2 separate regions of the Gossypium hirsutum genome follow, and region 1 is linked to region 2. The links are chromatin contacts, called in public Hi-C maps. All regions are on one chromosome and are shown on one strand. Each heading gives the region's core, a stretch centred on a gene start, on an enhancer-like site or on the middle of the called end of the contact. The rest is flanking DNA. Distances are from core to core; before and after follow the strand shown.

Region 1 (3,857 bases), core at 48-2,547, 330 kb before region 2:
TTTTTTTCAGAGAACAGAATGAGGTGTAAAATGTTAGCAAATAAAAAACCTTTCTTGTATAAGGATGTCAGGCAATGGAGAAGCACCAACACGGATTTTCCCCTCTCGTACTGGTGTCCTACAGAATACGAACTGTCAAGACACCATTGTCCGAAAATGGACACGGATGACTGGCGGCCGGCGAGCGGATGAAGAAGAAGAGGCATTCTGCTGATGAGTGATGAAGAAGAAGCAGTTGTGGCGGCTGAAAGGAAGGAAAAAGTTATAGAATCAGATCAGAGAAAAACTCACTTGGTGTGGCCGGTCCTCCAGTTTTTTTTGCAGCTACCTTCAGGAACAAAAGATTTGCTGGCAGCTTCTGTTTCATGTTGGGAGGGAGAGGGTGGAGGTGGCTTTCGGGTTGGGAGGGTAAAACAGGGCAGATGAAATCGAGAGCTGTAATGGGGAAGCAAAACTGAGCTTTTGGAAGGGAATAGAAAGCAGCAGATTTTAAGAATAGGGGCGTAATGTAATAAGCCCATAATAGGGCATTACACCCAACCAAACGACGGAATAGGTGGGGCCCATGGAATAGGGCTGTAATGGCATACCCATTACACCGAACCAAACAGCACGTTAAGCTGCCAAGGTTTATTGCAAAAGGGCTCCTGCTGGCAAGTTGGTTCGGGGGAAAGCATTTTAATCTCGGAGCATGCATGGATTCCAGGTTCAGTTAATTACAAATTATGTGATGACATGCAAAATAATGTTGTTTCCTTTATGGCGTAACTTATTGATAATATTACGAGGGATTGGAATAAGGAGATTGTGTTCAATACCTTCTCGTCTGGGGATGCAAAACGAATTCTACGGATACTATTGGCCAAGGTCCAACATGATGACTTTGTGGTGTGGCGGGGTGAACACTCGGGGAAGTTCTCGATCCGGAGTGCCTATAAACTATTACAAGTAGGTATTTTTGGGACTAATTTTAATGATTTACTGACCATTTCTAATGCTTTTTATAGGAAGCTCTACAGCCTTAAACTTCCCACTAAGATTAAGATTACAATCTGCAAAATTGCTAACAATTATATCCCTACATTTACAAATCTGAACCTTCAAACCTTGGTGATTAATACTGTCTGCCCTCGATGTACGGAGGGTACGGAAAATTGGGACCATGATTTTTGAAATTGCCTTGTATTACAAGTATGGTCACAATTAGGCCTTCGTTGGGTTTTAAACAGAGCAGATTTGGGCGGGTTTGAATAGCTTACCTAGGTGTTTAGGGAGAGTAATCATCATACTAGTAGGATGTTTGGAGGGGCACTATGGGCAATCTGGTTAGATAGAAACAAAACAGTTAATGAGAAACAGACAAAAACTGGACGGAAGATCGCAAATGATTTACTTTGCTGCTTAGTGGAAATTGATAAATCAGAGTTAGATGGGCCTACTAGAATGAGTGCGAATGATCAGTGGATTCCCACACATGGTGAACTTATCGAAGTTAATTTTGATGAGGCTTTTGACAAAGATTGTCTTCAATCTTGCTCTAGAAGAGTGGCAAGAAACGCTGGCGGTTGGGTTCTGGTCTCACGAACAATACTTCATGAAAATGTTGCGTCCGCTTTCGCTGTAGAGGCCCTTGCATGTTCTTGGGCAGTACAAACAAGTATGGAAAAGGGCTGGTCAGATCTTATCTTTGAAGGGGACTCGTTATCAGTTGTTAATAAATGTCGAATAAATTCCCTTAATAAGTCGGAAATTGGTGCTTATATAAGGAATATTCAACAAATTTCGAAAAAATTCCGGTGGGTTCGATTTCAACATGTGAACAGGAAAGCCAATCAACTTTCTCATATACTAACGGCATAATGTTTAAGAAGGAAGGAGCAAACTTACATGGAAGGTGGGGTTTCCAGATCTGGCAGACGGAGAATGGAAGATGACTAGCCGCGCGAACCAGATTGAAAGAGCTCTTGTGTTTAGGGGATGAAAGAATCGGGAACGATGGAAAAGAAATGGAAGAGGGTTTTTGGTTCTCTTGGAAGATGCAACCGCCTGGTCTTGAAATGTGGAAATGAATTGTTGGGCTTTTTTCATCATTGAATGTGGCTGGTCAGTCTTTTGGTCTGCTTTATTTATTTTACCTTAATTTGTTTTAGGACTGGTTGGTTTTGGGCATTGTGTTGTTGGGTCGGGTCATTTATGCTTTCTTTTTTGCTTTTAAGCCCGTGGATTTTGGGTCTTATTCAGTTTTGTTTTTTCTTTTGTATATTAATAAAATCTAGCCCATTTATTGATTAAAAAATTAATTTAATATACTTTTATTAATACATACACATGTTTATTTAAAATTATTTTTAATTTCCATTTAAAAATATTTGGGATAGTTTGTGTTTAAAAAATAAAATATATTGATTAAATAATTGTTGGGATAATTTCTGTTTTTAAAAAATAAAGTATATTGATAAAAAAAATTATTGTTAAATTTTGTGCAATTTTTTATATCCGATAGAAATTAAATTTTATACTTGTGAAAATTTGATCAATTTTTTAAATAGATAAGAAATTTTAAATTTTATACTTAAATTTTAGGCCATCAATGTGGCAAGAAATTGGCATTTCCATCTCAGTTGGGAGTTTGAGACCTTGTATATATATATATATATATAATATCAGAGGTGTTTCTGGGCTGAGTTAAGACACGTTGAGATTGAATTTAAGCATGATATTAACACACTTTATGTTTACTAAACCCCTCATATTTGTAATTATTTAATCTAAACTCATTTCAGGTTCATCCATATTTTTTTTATAAAATTTAAAAAATATGTTTATATTATTTTTTTAATTTAATATATATGTTTATTTATTAAAATTTTATATACAATCATCTTAATAGTTTTTAATGTTTCCATTAAAGTAGTTTTATAAAAATAACATAAAATAAAACATTAAACATGTCTAATTTTTTTTCAAGCCCATTTTTCAAGTTTATTTTTTTATCCAAATCCCATCAAATCAGGGGAGCCTTCAGACTTGAGCGATTAATTTGGTCCATAAATAAGTTTATTCTATATGTGATATATTTAATTTTTAAAAATTATTTTGTTATTGAAAAATATAATTTTGAACTCACTTCTAAATAGATATTTTTAAAAAACAAAAAAATAGAGAAGTAAGATGGAGCAATCCTTGCATAACTAATTTTATATTTACTTAGCAGACAGATGAATAACCTGGTTTATTGATGATTTAATTTGTGATTATGGCGCATTAAACTTTGAACATCAAATAATTAAAAAAGAACCACTAACATGATGTAGCGCTAACAGGGGGAACCTGACATGATGTAGCAGCTTATTTTTATCCACTTACCTATTCAATATGCACCAACCATAACTCACCAATATTCCTTCAACCCTGCAACCATATAACCCTTTCAATGGAAAATTAAATTATTTTACCTAATCAGTAACCCTCCATTACAAAAATTCTAATTTGTTCAACTTCCGAATATTAAAAAGGTAAGAAAATTATTTAAATTTTTTTTAATTTTTAAATTTGTATTATTTATCAAATCATCTTAAAATAGATGAAAAAAATTAACAGTTGTTAAATTTTCTGACATAATCTATGTGACAGTCCACGTGTATGTATGACACGTTAACAATTAATTATTATTTCTTAATTTTTTCTAAAAATAATAATGAAGTTTTAAAATTTTAAAAATTAATTAATTCTTAACCTCACAATCTATATATATATATATGCTACATCAAGAAAATTGATAGACTTCAAGTTTTTCATAGACAAAAATAGTCATTATGGAAGGTATCTTTGATTCTTTTTCTGGGTACGTTGTTGAG
Region 2 (3,844 bases), core at 48-2,547:
TAACTAAAACATTAAAGATGGGGAATGTTGATTGGTTGGTGAAATTCACCTGGTATAAGGAGGAGGGCAGAACATGATGACGTAATCAGCGCCGGCACACGTGTACGTACTCGTGGTATCGTCGTACGCATAGCTATACGCGCGTGGGCAAGCATGCTTGAAAAACAACGAGTATCTGGATGGCCGACAAACGTTAGGCGTTCCGAACGGCCCGCTGCAACAGTATTCGGGATCTCCGAACGCTTCACACGCGCTCCTACACCCCACGCCTCCACCACCATTTTGACGCGCAACGCGTAACTCAGATGGACAAGCACCGTTGAGGTCCAATAAGCAACCTGTGGCGCTACAATTCCCGCCTTTACCTCCCTTGACCACTATCAACATCGGCAAATTGTAGCCGTCCACTAAGCTGACGTCGTAAAAGTCTAATCCTCCGGCACCATTTAACGTAAATTCCGCGAGAGTGGCTGGCGGCTTGGCGCCATTTCCGGAACATTCAATTTGGCCGGAGCCGCAATCGCCGCTTTGACAAACGAATTTACGGGAGGAATCGACGCCGCAAAGGGTTCGACCCCAGAGTCGACCGGACCAAGACTTTGGTATTGTCACTGTTCTTGATTTGCCGGGTTTTAGAACGAAGCCGGTTGTTGTAAGATGAGCAGTGTTGGCGCCAGATAAAAAACCCGGCCATATCGTGTGGCGGCACTTGTTGACGATCTTGAAAGAAGCTGGATTCACTTCTGCGATTGAAAACAAGGGTCTGTGTCAGTGATTGCAGAGCAAAGAAAAAAAAATGGAGTCTTTGAAGGTTTTATTTACCTGAGAAGAAGGAGATGAAGAGGAGCAAAACAAAGGTGGAAGAGAGATGACGACGATCCATTGTTGATGACTTAAAGATTAAAAAATGGAGTTTGAAGTTAAACAATTGCCAAAAAACACTAGAGAACTTTACTTTTTCTTGGAGGACATAGCAGGGAGAGTGGGACTTCCAGAATGTGTTTGTGGGGTTTTTGCCTTTAGGCTTTTGGTTTTGGTTTAGGGTTATTTTGTTAAATACTCAAATCTCGAAGTTTTTGTCTTTGTTGTTCCGGGCATTTTCACGTTCCTTTCTTTTCAAGCAAAGGTATATATGTACAGAAAACTGTATTTTATTGGCCTTCTTTATGCTAACTTTTTTTCGCTGAAGCATTGATATAATCTGGTTTGTGATGGTTTAACACTTGAAATGCCTGCCTTTGACCAAATAAACAAGCAAGCAAACCCTGTTCTTGTTTGGAATGTTCAATTGGCTGGTGAAGAGTTCAGTGCCCTGTTTTGGCAACGAATGCTTGATGTAAACTTATCGTAAACTCAAGCTTAAGCATACAAATATAGTGGAGATTCCTAAAGTGAAAGCTCAAAATGGAGAGTTACAAGGTAAAAATGTTTCAAAATTTCAACCGGAAATGATGATATTTATGTGTCGAAATGGACCAAATAAAGAAGGAAACGAGTTTCTTAACCCACAAGGTAACAGGTGTTGCATATGAGTATCAGTACTCACAAGCAGAAGTGGATCTGCAACAAAAGAGGTATAACACTCGCGAGTGGAAGTGAGCCAATTGTTTCTAATCTATTTCGATTCTCAGGTCACGATGCTTGCCATATAGACCTCAACCAAATCAACCGCCGAGGCCCTTTAATTGTCATGAATGCAATTGCGTTTTTATCGTCTTTGAGAACATTGACAGACTTTGTAAACTCAGCATCATCCAGTTCTTCAGCATCATCCAGTTCTTCTAAATGCTGCAACTCTTCCAGGCACTTATGATACAATGTTCTCTCGTTTGATGCATCTCTTTGTAAAGCTCTCATCTTGACAGCTGAAAACATCTCGTATATGGCGTTCTCTATCGGCTCACCAGCATCATAGCAGACCTTTTTCTTATGAGCTGAAGCTCTTGGAGCCACAGACTTTCGTTTCTTAGGTTGTTTGTCACTTATTCGAATTATCGAATCAGAATCAAGGGTACCCTCAACCACTTGTGTCGGTACATTAGTTGGCTCTGAAGATCGAACTGTCTCTGTGTTGCTATTCCCCTCTTCAGTTATAATTGGAGCCGTGTTCGGCATGGATTTGCCGGTAGTTCTTTCGCCTGCTCCGCAAGTTAAAGAAGATTGTTTTAGAAAGCAACTATGGGCAAATAGTCATAATCTAATAAAGTAATATTACCTTCAAATATGATAGACATTTGTTTATAGAGAGGAAAGCTCTTGCGTCGGAAGGGTCTTGCTTCACTTCGTACCGCGATATAGTTGTCCCAAACTTTGTCATCAGCAACCACCATTTGTCGAGTTTCATCCCAACCAAATCCATTATGTCCGAGTAGGGTTTTAACAACGCCATAATCTTTTTTCATCACATTGTAACGGTTTTTTATTTGGTTTTCTTCCAAATTCATGCCGAACTTGTTGTTAAAATCACGCGTAACAGACCGAATAACATCGTTCTTGAATTCATTATATGCAGTTCGTCCACAATTGTGCTGCTCGATGAAAAGCTCAACCAGAAATGCATCCCGAGACGGAGTCCATTCTGCTTTGGCCCTACATACAACTCCTTCCTGTGTTGCTGACATCTGTATGAAGAAATAGTAATATAAACCATTGACTCAAAGAATTGAGCTGTATACTGATTACTGAGGCATGCTTTGAATCAAGTCTGATTTGGAAATAGTTCATTAGGATTTCAAATGACCTCATCTAAAAAATTTGTGTATTTTACCAAGCACATGATTACAATATCTGTTATATGAATATTCAAGGGCTAAAATCCGTATAGACAAAGATTAGTAACAAAACTGAAAACAATGTTCCAGCATCAAGCTCATCAAAACTAAACCCTGGTTTGATACTTTGTGTGTATCAATGCAGTGAAAACCACAGATTACAACCCTTGATTAAATTTTTCATATACGACCAATAGCTTAATCACAACCACCAATTGTTCAAAAGAGTGACAACTCTTTAAAAGAAAACAAAGAACTTTGTGAGAGACTGACAGCGCTCTGTTTCCCTTCAACAAACAGCAAGCAATAGAATTGAAGTAGAAACCAAATTGCTAATGAATATACACAGAAAGCTTTCTATCAGTCAGTTGGATATCAGAAAAAGGAATTCAGAAATGTTTAAAATGCAAAAAGAAAAGAAGCATATTGGCTCTTTGGTTTTCTTGGCACATTTTCTGAGGAAACAAACAGAGAATAATGGTAGGTTTCTTTTGACAGTACCTTTGATGAAAGCAGTCAGGGACAAGAACTGGAAGTTGGCATAATAAGGAAGTTTAAGAACGACGAAAGAAGCGGTGAAATGGGAAGTGGGAAAAAGAGAAAGAAGAAGCCAAACGAGTTGTTGCACAACAAAATGTGGCGCCGGACTATGCTTATAAATGCTGAACTACCTTCCTGATTTAATCACTTGTCGCCACGTCAGACTTTGCGGTTTATTCTATCGTGTTAATCACCTGATCTTAGCCGTTTAAATGTTTGACTCATTTTGTTCCTATGATATTTTGTCTACGGTTTCAATTTATTGATATTTTTTAAAATACATTTTAAATTTGTCTAGACGAATATATCTAAATTATACCCATATAATATATTTTATTTTTAAATGTAATTATAAAAAAGTACAAATAGTTGTAAGATAAAAAAATTATTTCATTAAAAATATTTTAAAATATTAAAATTTTATACCTATAAATATTGACAGATATATATTGATACAAACCAATATTAACTGAAACAAACCAATACACATCAAAATGAGTGAAATACTACAAAATTTTAACCACAAACGAACT

What was found. Hi-C and Micro-C count contacts between places; a contact is called where the count stands out from the background.
Region 1: a contact with region 2 is called in a Hi-C map of leaf, with 1.7 times the contacts expected there. The contact joins the promoter of LOC121213599 here to the promoter of LOC107921221 in region 2. A contact is called at or near these places in 2 of 34 Hi-C or Micro-C datasets (both in leaf).

What each region holds. Positions count from the first base shown.
Region 1 is chrD01:54,994,552-54,998,408 of Gossypium_hirsutum_v2.1, reverse strand. It overlaps LOC121213599, which reads left to right and starts at 1,297. Exons shown (of 1, transcript XM_041086395.1): 1 at 1,297-1,860. The coding sequence starts at 1,297. The coding sequence ends at 1,860. LOC107922436 (histidine biosynthesis bifunctional protein hisIE, chloroplastic) reads right to left here and starts at 2,097. Exons shown (of 6, transcript XM_041087435.1): 1 at 1,888-2,097.
Region 2 is chrD01:54,668,526-54,672,369 of Gossypium_hirsutum_v2.1, reverse strand. LOC107921221 (thaumatin-like protein 1b) reads right to left here and starts at 1,297. Exons shown (of 4, transcript XM_041087431.1): 1 at 823-1,297; 2 at 50-743. The coding sequence starts at 883. LOC107921222 reads right to left here and starts at 3,407. Exons shown (of 3, transcript XM_016851102.2): 1 at 3,273-3,407; 2 at 2,216-2,621; 3 at 1,406-2,138. The coding sequence starts at 2,621. The coding sequence ends at 1,633.